Regions from separate parts of the Mus musculus genome. Here regions 1 and 2 are each linked to region 3. The links are chromatin contacts, called in public Hi-C maps. All regions are on one chromosome and are shown on one strand. The core of a region is the stretch at or near the end of the contact, and the rest is flanking DNA. Distances in the headings are between cores, read along the strand shown. Region 1 overlaps Ern1 (endoplasmic reticulum (ER) to nucleus signalling 1). Region 2 holds the start of Polg2 (polymerase (DNA directed), gamma 2, accessory subunit). Region 3 has its middle 36 kb from the start of Tex2.

What was found. A called contact is a pair of places that touch in the nucleus more often than the background predicts.
Region 1: a Hi-C map of bone marrow-derived macrophages shows a contact between it and region 3, with 27 read pairs. The contact joins two enhancer-like sites. A contact is called at or near these places in 4 of 15 datasets of contacts at CTCF or cohesin (the NIH/3T3 cell line, embryonic stem cells and large pre-B cells), 58 of 484 Hi-C or Micro-C datasets (the AML12 cell line, B cells, CD4 single positive thymocytes and 42 more) and 7 of 115 datasets of contacts at active chromatin or transcription factors (the HPC-7 cell line, embryonic basal ganglia, embryonic stem cells and 1 more).
Region 2: a contact with region 3 is called in a Hi-C map of bone marrow-derived macrophages, with 70 read pairs. The contact joins the promoter of Polg2 here to the enhancer-like site in region 3. A contact is called at or near these places in 5 of 39 promoter capture datasets (the C10 cell line, cranial neural crest, maxillary cranial neural crest and 1 more), 6 of 15 datasets of contacts at CTCF or cohesin (CD8 T cells, the G1E-ER4 cell line, the NIH/3T3 cell line and 2 more), 115 of 484 Hi-C or Micro-C datasets (the 63-12 cell line, the AtT-20 cell line, B cells and 66 more), 48 of 115 datasets of contacts at active chromatin or transcription factors (the 230-238 cell line, CD4 T cells, CD4 single positive thymocytes and 35 more) and 4 of 9 other capture datasets (adipose tissue, embryonic stem cells, liver and 1 more).

What each region holds. Positions count from the first base shown.
Region 1 is chr11:106,418,320-106,421,019 of GRCm38.p6, reverse strand. Ern1 (endoplasmic reticulum (ER) to nucleus signalling 1) reads left to right here. Exons shown (of 22, transcript NM_023913.2): 9 at 923-1,001; 10 at 2,031-2,196. Among named protein-coding and RNA genes, the nearest start is that of Icam2, 37 kb to the right of the region's middle. Within about 2 kb of position 1,434, at least 93 of the 459 cell types and tissues checked have an H3K27ac peak or open chromatin away from gene starts, as enhancers often do. A contact at or near this core is called in CD8 T cells, Th1 cells and bone marrow-derived macrophages, where this site is marked.
Region 2 is chr11:106,778,208-106,780,958 of GRCm38.p6, reverse strand. Polg2 (polymerase (DNA directed), gamma 2, accessory subunit) reads left to right here and starts at 1,422. Exons shown (of 8, transcript NM_015810.2): 1 at 1,422-2,000. The coding sequence starts at 1,517. Ddx5 (DEAD box helicase 5) reads left to right here. Exons shown (of 13, transcript NM_007840.3): 13 at 1-603.
Region 3 is chr11:106,647,180-106,649,879 of GRCm38.p6, reverse strand. No RefSeq gene overlaps it. Among named protein-coding and RNA genes, the nearest start is that of Tex2, 36 kb to the right of the region's middle. Within about 2 kb of position 1,284, at least 43 of the 459 cell types and tissues checked have an H3K27ac peak or open chromatin away from gene starts, as enhancers often do. A contact at or near this core is called in CD8 T cells, CD8 central memory T cells, the SCID.adh cell line and 10 more, where this site is marked.

The DNA.
Region 1 (2,700 bases), core at 185-2,684, 230 kb after region 3:
GGCTGTATCCTTCATTTCTACCTGTTAAAAGCTAGGCCTCAATCTTCCTACTCCATAGATTTGTGGAGAAGCTGAAATATAATCATATTGTGAAACTGTTGTCTATAGTGAAACACCATTTAGGTAGAAGGTATTTGTAGAAAGAACTTTGGATAATTTCATAGATGACTGATCCAAGGCTCTTGACAGTAGTAATTACTGTAGCTCTGTAGGTATAGCTCCCGCTGTTTTCATGCTGGTACTAGACAGCCCTCTGTGATATCTCAGGTGGGAGCACATTACCAAGAAATATCATTCAGTTTGGATTGGAGTTTCTTTCTTTTTTTCTCATTTTGCTTTTTGCTTTGTTTGTTTTCTTTATTTGAGGCAGGGTCTCGTGAGCCTAGGCTGGCCTCCAGTGTGCTATGTGTCCTGGGATTACAGGTGTGCACTGCCCTGTACAAGATACATTCCTTTTGCTCTCAGCATCTGGAATGGAGCACCTGTTCCTTTGCTGAGCCCTGAAGTCCTCATAAAGCCCACAGCAGCATGGTAGTGCTGAGTGTAGTGCTTCTGAAAGAGTGCTGGCTCGCTCACCTGAGAAACTGGCAGCAGGTGCTAAGTGCTGAGTCTCCTGCTAGTCATCAGTGCAGCCCTTTCCTCGGCTGCACTGGTCTAGTCCAGTCTAGTCCAGTCCTGCCATTTGCAGGCAGGGAAAGAGGCTTCCCATTCTGTAGGTGATAGGCAAATCTGGGGCCTGAAGACCTACTGCCCTGTCACTCTACAGTACCCCTGCCACCTTGCTGGTTTCCTTGTGAGAGTTTCATGGCTCATGTGTGGCAGTTGACACTTGTGTCTATGCTTCTGATATCCTAAAAGCCACAGTGTATGGGGTTTGGACATAAAATGACTTAAGATGTATGTTTCTGGTTTTTTTCCTCAGGCCTACTCTGTATGTTGGGAAGTATTCCACCAGCCTCTATGCCTCTCCCTCAATGGTGCATGAGGGGGTTGCTGTCGTGGTGAGTCGAGTGTGGGACCTAAAGATGCAGTTTCTTGACTGCTTTTGTTCTAGCAAAAAGTGACATTGAGTTTTGTGTAAACGTCTGGTTAGGAAGGGGAAGTGCAGAGCTGAGTGAATCATGAGCGGCTTCTATAAATCCACATCCTGCTGAAAGCAGATGCTGACAGAAGCAGCTCCCTGAAGCCAGGAAAGACTCACTCCCTATGGCTTTGTGTTCAGATCTAACCGTCAGGCTTTCTTCCAGCCAGTCCCACCCTGCCTACCTACCACTCTGCTAGTTTTCAGGGTTGCATGGTCCAGAGAAGCACATGCTTCCCATGATCACCCAAACTTCCCTATTCTTTCTTCTGAGCTTCAGTTGCTGGTCTCTCACTTCCTTTCCCCTGCTCAATCCTTTTGTGAGTGCTCCATGCCTCCTCAGGCTTCTCCAGCCTGCTTTGAGCACTCTCACCGAGTGACTGGGACATTACACTCCTGATGTGCTTGTGCCTGGACTGGCTGGTTGTATACTGGCTGCCTGGTGAGTTGGTTGGCTGCTGCAGCAGTGAGGCCACTCCTGACTCTATCAACTCATCAGTGTCTAACAACTCAGCAGTTTATTCCACACTGTCAGTTGCGTCATCTGTGACCATATAGATTCTTACATGGTTTCATAGAATTTCTGATAGTAGCTTCTCGGAGTTCTATCATGCATGTTCTTCCTGGTTCTCGGTACCCAAACATGCAAACCTGACATGGCAGGACCAGACATGATAGTTGATGCCTGTAATCCCAGCACTTGCGAGATGCAAACAGGAGAGTCTAGAGTTCAAGAACAGCCTGGGCTGCTTGAGTTCTGTCTTAAGCAAACAATCTGAAAAGATGTCAGTAGAGTGTCCCTTGCCCAGTCCCAGGATCTTTGTGTCATGCTTTGATGGATGATGATTGTTGAGCTGCGTGAGCCACAACTGTCCCTTTAGGGAAACCTTTAGGACCTTGGGAAACCTCTCCTGCCAGCCCTGCAGCTCACCGCATCCCATCTCCACAGCCTCGAGGCAGCACTCTTCCTTTGCTGGAAGGCCCCCAGACAGATGGCGTCACCATTGGAGACAAAGGAGAGTGTGTGATCACTCCCAGCACAGACCTCAAGTTTGACCCTGGACTCAAAGGGAAGAGCAAGCTGAACTACTTGAGGAATTACTGGCTTCTCATAGGTAAGAGCTGCTTCTTGCTAGGTGGTAACATACTGCCCCCTGGTGGGCAAAAGCCAGCCCTGCTGGTTTACTGCTGCTCTTCATTGTGAATGCATTGTGTGCTCTGTCCATGTCAAGATGGTTTAGGCCTGGGAATATTTTTATTTTCAAGGAGTTCCAGGTTGCTTAATCAGGTCTCAAAAAAACCAGTTTCTCTCCAAGATTGAAACATTTGGTGTAAATTTCAGGCAATGTCTGCTCCCTGTTCCTCACAGTGACCATGTGAGGTGGGTACCCTTGTTATTTCCACTCTATAAGAATACTGGGACTTGTCATTTGGAATAGGAATCAGTGTGGATAAGAGGCTGGGCAGGACAAGTTTAAGACCTATGATGAGTGACAGTTGTGGAAATAAAGGCAAAATACTTAGCAATCTGAGGAGAAACCAGAATCAACAACCATGAAGAGTCTGCGCTGTTCCTGGGCCCTCACAGAAAGGCTCTTGGGGAGTTTCTTTTTCTCGGT
Region 2 (2,751 bases), core at 173-2,672, 130 kb before region 3:
TCACAAGGAAGACGACATAACCAAAAGCACAGTAAAGTTTTCGGGTTAGGTTCACTATGGGCTTAACAGCTAGAAGGATTGGGGGGAAAGCTTTAGATTTAAGTAGGATCACCAGCAAACAGCTTTGTTTCAGAATGGCTATAAGTAGGTCTAAATGTCTTCCCAAAAAATTGGTGTGTTTTTTGCCCAGGACAAAAGTCTTAAAGGAAGTTATTTAACTTTTTGTTTTTAAAATGGGCTTATTGTTAATGCCTTATTTATAAAATGTTAAAACAAAATAGAATGTGCTGGGGGTGGGAGCTGGGCGTGTTTTCCAGGGCTGATAACATTGAAAACTGGTTCATCCTCTAGTACTGAGTGGTTTTCAATGGCATGGCTAGTCAGATTCATGATTTTTAAGTATAGGTGTAGATTGGAGCATTTATTACATATTTTACTGTTCAATGTCTTAATGTGGACCTTTTATTTTGTAAATAATTATGGAAATGATTGTGGGGCTTGGAAAAAATTACCTTTGAAGTTTTAAAAGACAGTCCACTTTTTAGCATGTGTGTTGTGTCCAGCCTGTGGTTGTCTTAACTAATAAATGTGATTTTTCTCCCCATTCTCTTCATTTATTTATTCGCGTAGAGGCCTCTTACCTGGGTTTTTGCACCCCCGCCTTCCCCATTCCAGCTATCCTGGAATTTGATACATAGGCCAAGCTGGCCTTGAAGTCAGAGATTGTCCCTTATGCATATGTTAACATAGGAGTGAGCTACCACAACAGTCCTGCACCTTATAATCAAACTCCAGTATCAAAAACACCCCTTTGTCCTAGTCAGGTATTAACTGATTTCTACGAGAAGGGAAGTACAGAGGTTAAGAGCACTGCTCTTCCAGCAACCATACGGTGCCTCACAACCACCTGTAGTGATGGCCTCTTCTGGTGTGTCTGAAGACAGCAACTCACAAATCTTTAAAAAAAAAAAAAAAAATTCTTTTTAAGGAGGTGGTTAATAAATTCCCGAAGCCCTTTTTAAGACCTGGTCACCCTGTCTGTCCAGCCACACCCGGGAGAGAGTGGAGTGGCCATTGGTGATAATGTTTGCCAGCATTAGTATAAACTAAAAGTGCACAACACATTCCCTTGGAGACTGAACGCTAAGCCTCACATCAGTACCGTCCAGGACAACATTTTGGAAGGGGTTTTTTTCGTTTTGTTTGGCAGCTCGGAAAACCTGATGCTAACTCTATAGTAACAGGATTGTGGTAAAAGCTAAACAAGTGAATGTGAGGCAGGTGGAGTTACCAAACGGAAAATCCCAAAGGTAGTAAACAATCAGACGCTGGCGTCAGCCGCGGAGGCCGGGATACGCCCAAGGCGGCTGCTGCTCAGCAGCGGGTGACGCTCTTCCGGGGGCGTGGTCTACAGCACGTCCATTTCCGCTGTGCCTGCACCCCAGGCCCTGGTGCTGGTGTAGGTTTGAAACTGCGGCTCTGCACGGGAGGTGCTGGTGTTCCGACTCCTGAAGCGATGCGCTGCGGTGGCGGCGCCAGGGCCTGCCGCAGGGCCTGCAGGTGCTGGCTGTCCGGGTACGCGGGTCCCGCAGATGGGACGCAGCAGCCTGACGCCCCCGAGCATGCGGTGGCCCGCGAGGCGCTGGTAGACCTCTGCCGGAGGAGGCACTTTTTCAGCGGGACGCCGCAGCAGCTCAGCACGGCTGCTCTGCTGAGCGGGTGCCACGCGCGCTTTGGACCTTTGGGTGTAGAGTTACGAAAGAACCTAGCCTCACAGTGGTGGTCCTCTATGGTGGTGTTCAGGGAGCAGGTCTTCGCGGTGGACTCCCTCCACCAGGAGCCGGGCTCTTCGCAGCCGAGGGACAGTGCCTTCAGGTTAGTCTCTCCAGAAAGTATACGCGAAATCTTGCAAGACAGAGAGCCGAGTAAGGAACAGCTAGTGGCATTTCTTGAGAACTTATTAAAAACTTCTGGGAAACTACGGGCGACTCTTCTTCACGGTATGGCTCTTCGCGTTTCGTGCTTCTGAACAGATTTGGGGTGGAAAAGCAGTCTTGCACGAGTTTGGAGACAGCAACGGCCCTAGGCTTCCAGGCAAAGAAGTGACCAGGTTCCTTTTTTTTTTTTTTTTTTTTTTTTTAATAACATCAGAGTGATCCACCTTGAGGCAAAGGTCCGAGGCATCATTCCTGAAGAAATTTGTAAAGCATTCAGTTTGACGAGCAAACCTAAAACTATAGAGGTAGGACCTTATATAAATCAGTCACATGCTTTCATTGATACCAAGGCATTTTCAAAGACTTCCTCTGTTCCAGTTTTAAATACAATTATCAACTCAGGTTTTTCTTTTTTTTTTTTTTTTTTTTTTTTTTTTTGAGACAGAGTTTCCCTGTGTAGCCCTGGCTGTCCTGGAACTCACTCTATAGACCAGGCTGGCCTCGAACTCGGAAATCTGCCTGCCTCTGCCTCCCAAGTGCTAGGATTAAAGGCGTGCGCCACCACTGCCTGGCAACTCAGGTTTTTCTTGGTGTTTTTTGTTTGTTTGTTTGTTTTTGGTTTGTTGCTTTGTTTTGTTTTTTTTTTTTTTGTGGGGTTTTTTGCCAGGTAATTTTTTAGCTTGTCAGCTAGAAGATGAGATACACATCTTTAAAGTCAAATATAACAAATTCGGAAATGCTGCCTCTGCCGTTTAGCAGTATGGAGTAGCTAACAACACCTTACAAATCCAAGCTTGTGAAAATTAGTATATAC
Region 3 (2,700 bases), core at 35-2,534:
GTAGAGGCCACTTTAAAACATAACCATCATGATTTTTACTTATCAAAAAGCCACCAGGAGCTGGCCTTGGTGACATATACCGGTCATCCCAGTACATAGAAGGCAGCCAAGGGCTACACAGGGAGACTTCTAAAATACAGTAGTAAAAATAACAGCAATAGGACTGGAAAGATGGCTCAGCAGTTAAGAGTACTATCTGCTCTTCCGAAGGTCCTGAGTTCAAATCCCAGCAACCACATGGTGGCTCACAACCATCTGTACAGCTACAGAGTACTCATATACATTAAATAAATAAATAAATAAATAAATAAATAAATCTTTAAAAAATAAATAATAACATAATAACAACAACTAAGGAATGAAGAAGACTTTTTTTTTTTTTTTTTTTTTGGTTTTCAAGGCAGGGTTTCTCTGTATAGCTCTGGCTGTCCTGGAACTCACTCTGTAGACCAGGCTGGCCTCAAACCCAGAAATCCACCTGCCTCTGCCTCCCAAGTGCTGGGATTAAAGGAATGTGCCACCACTGCCCGGCGAAGAAGACATTTTTTAATGTCTTTTTAACAGACAACTGTTCTCTCTGCTCTTCAGTGAAGAACAATTTCCTGGTGCCAAAAATAGGAAAGGTGAATTTGCTGAGTAGACAGCAAACTCTATCTGGGATACAATAAGTAGATGATATGATATGGGAGAAGATGGCCCAGGCTATGGGGGAAAGGCTTGATCTGGGAAGTGTGTGTAGGGAACTACGGAGCATCTCTCATTCGGTAAGAATTAACTGGGAGCCTCCTTAAGCTGAGTTTTGAAGCAGGGAGAGGTGGAACACGCCTATAACCCCAGCACTGCGGAGGTTGAAGCAGGATTGTTGCAAGATACAGCGCAGTCGAGGCTGCAATGTGAGTGGAAAGACAGGAGGGAAGTCTGGGACTGGAGGGATTGGTCTCTGCCCGAGGGCTCAATACTACTGTTCTTGCAGAAGACCCAGCTAATGACAAACGTCCCTTGGTACAGGAACAGGGAGACTAAAGGGACAGAGCGAGCAGGACAGCAAAGATGAGACCACCTTTATTGCTGAACCAGATAAACAGTGAGGTTGCCTTATTGTACACAGATCCATTTCTTCAAATGCCTTCTTGAAATGTCTTCTCCAAAAGCCTTCTTCACACTCCTGTCACCCGAAGGGTAGGTTAGAAATGACGAATCTCGGGGCACACCCTGTATCTACCAAACACCTTGTGACCTGTGTCTCCCAAAGCCAAACCTGGGTGACTCACTAGAAGCCCTGCTGGAAAAGACGCCGCGTGTCTTTACAAATCCACAGAGCCTTCTAGCATATTTCAAGCGGTTTCGGATCCCCACAGGTTTTCAACAGCTTTTGCGGCTCATGGGCGGCAGAGATCGCCACCTGGTGGCCGAGTGTGTTAATAACATTTATTACCTTCCTAGGTCTTAATCCTCAAGAATTGGACTATCATATTAAAAGTAATTACAGTTTTAGCACAATTGTCTTGGACGTTTTTTTTTAAAAGATGGAGCCCACAGTGTTGATCTCCTCCTGCTTGACTTCAGGCAAGACAGGACCAGTTGCCTCATGTTCCAGCCACGGTACCTTCCTTGGTGTGAAAGTTGATACCCTTAAGCTATGAACAAAAGCCACCCCATCCATGAGGGGCATTTGTCAGGGATCTCTTCACAACAATGTGACATAATTGATGCCCGTGACAGAGAAGACCGGGCAGACCAAGGAAGTGTTCTATGTCAAAAGAGACTGAAGAAAGCCAAGAATGTTGAGTGTTGGCACTTAGAATTTCAGCACCAGGGGGTCTGGGACAGGGGGATGATGAGTTTGAGGTTGGCCTGTGTTACCAGTATATAAATAGATAGATAGGTAGATAGATAGATAGATAACTGAAACTATTGAGACTACATGCGTATCTGCACCACAAAACCCTAAATTGGATCCCAGACTTAAAAACAAAAATGTGGGTAAGAAGGCAAATCTGGCAAACACCCTGACAAGCTTCATGAACCAGCAGTCTGAGTTCAGTTCCCAGGACCCATGTGTAAGAGGCAGAAGAATTGAATCCAAAATCAAATACTTGATACTAAGGGAGACAAAGTCAAAAAGAAGGAGGAGGAGGAGGAAGAGGAGGGGGAGAGGAAGAGGAGGAGGAAAGGGAGGAGGAGAAAGAGGAGGAGAAGGAAGAGGATGAGGAAGAAGAGGAGGGGGAAGAGGAAGAAGAGGAAGAGGAAGAAGAGGAGGAGAAGAAGAAGGAAGAGGAGGAGGAAGAGAAGGAAGAAGAGGAGGAGAAGAAGAAGGAAAAGGAGGAGGAGGAGAAGGAAGAAGAGGAAGAGGAGAAGGAGGAGGAGGAAGAAGAGGAGGAAGAGAAGGAGGAGGAGGAGGAGGAGGAGGAGGAGGAGGAGGAGGAGGAGGCCAGCTTTGGTGGCACAGGCCTTTACTAGTACTCAGGAGGCTTAGACGTGAGGACCTTGAGTTCCAGGACAACTTGAACCATTTAGTGAGTGCGCTCCTTCCTCAGAATAAAGAGAAAAGAGAAGGCTGAGTCAGAGTGGTGGTGTACACCTTTAATCCCAGCACTCGGGAGACAAAGGCAAGTTCATCTCTGAGTTCCAGGCCAACCTAGTTTACGGAGTGAGGATTACACAGAGAAACCCTGCTTTGAAAAACCAGGGGCGAGGGCG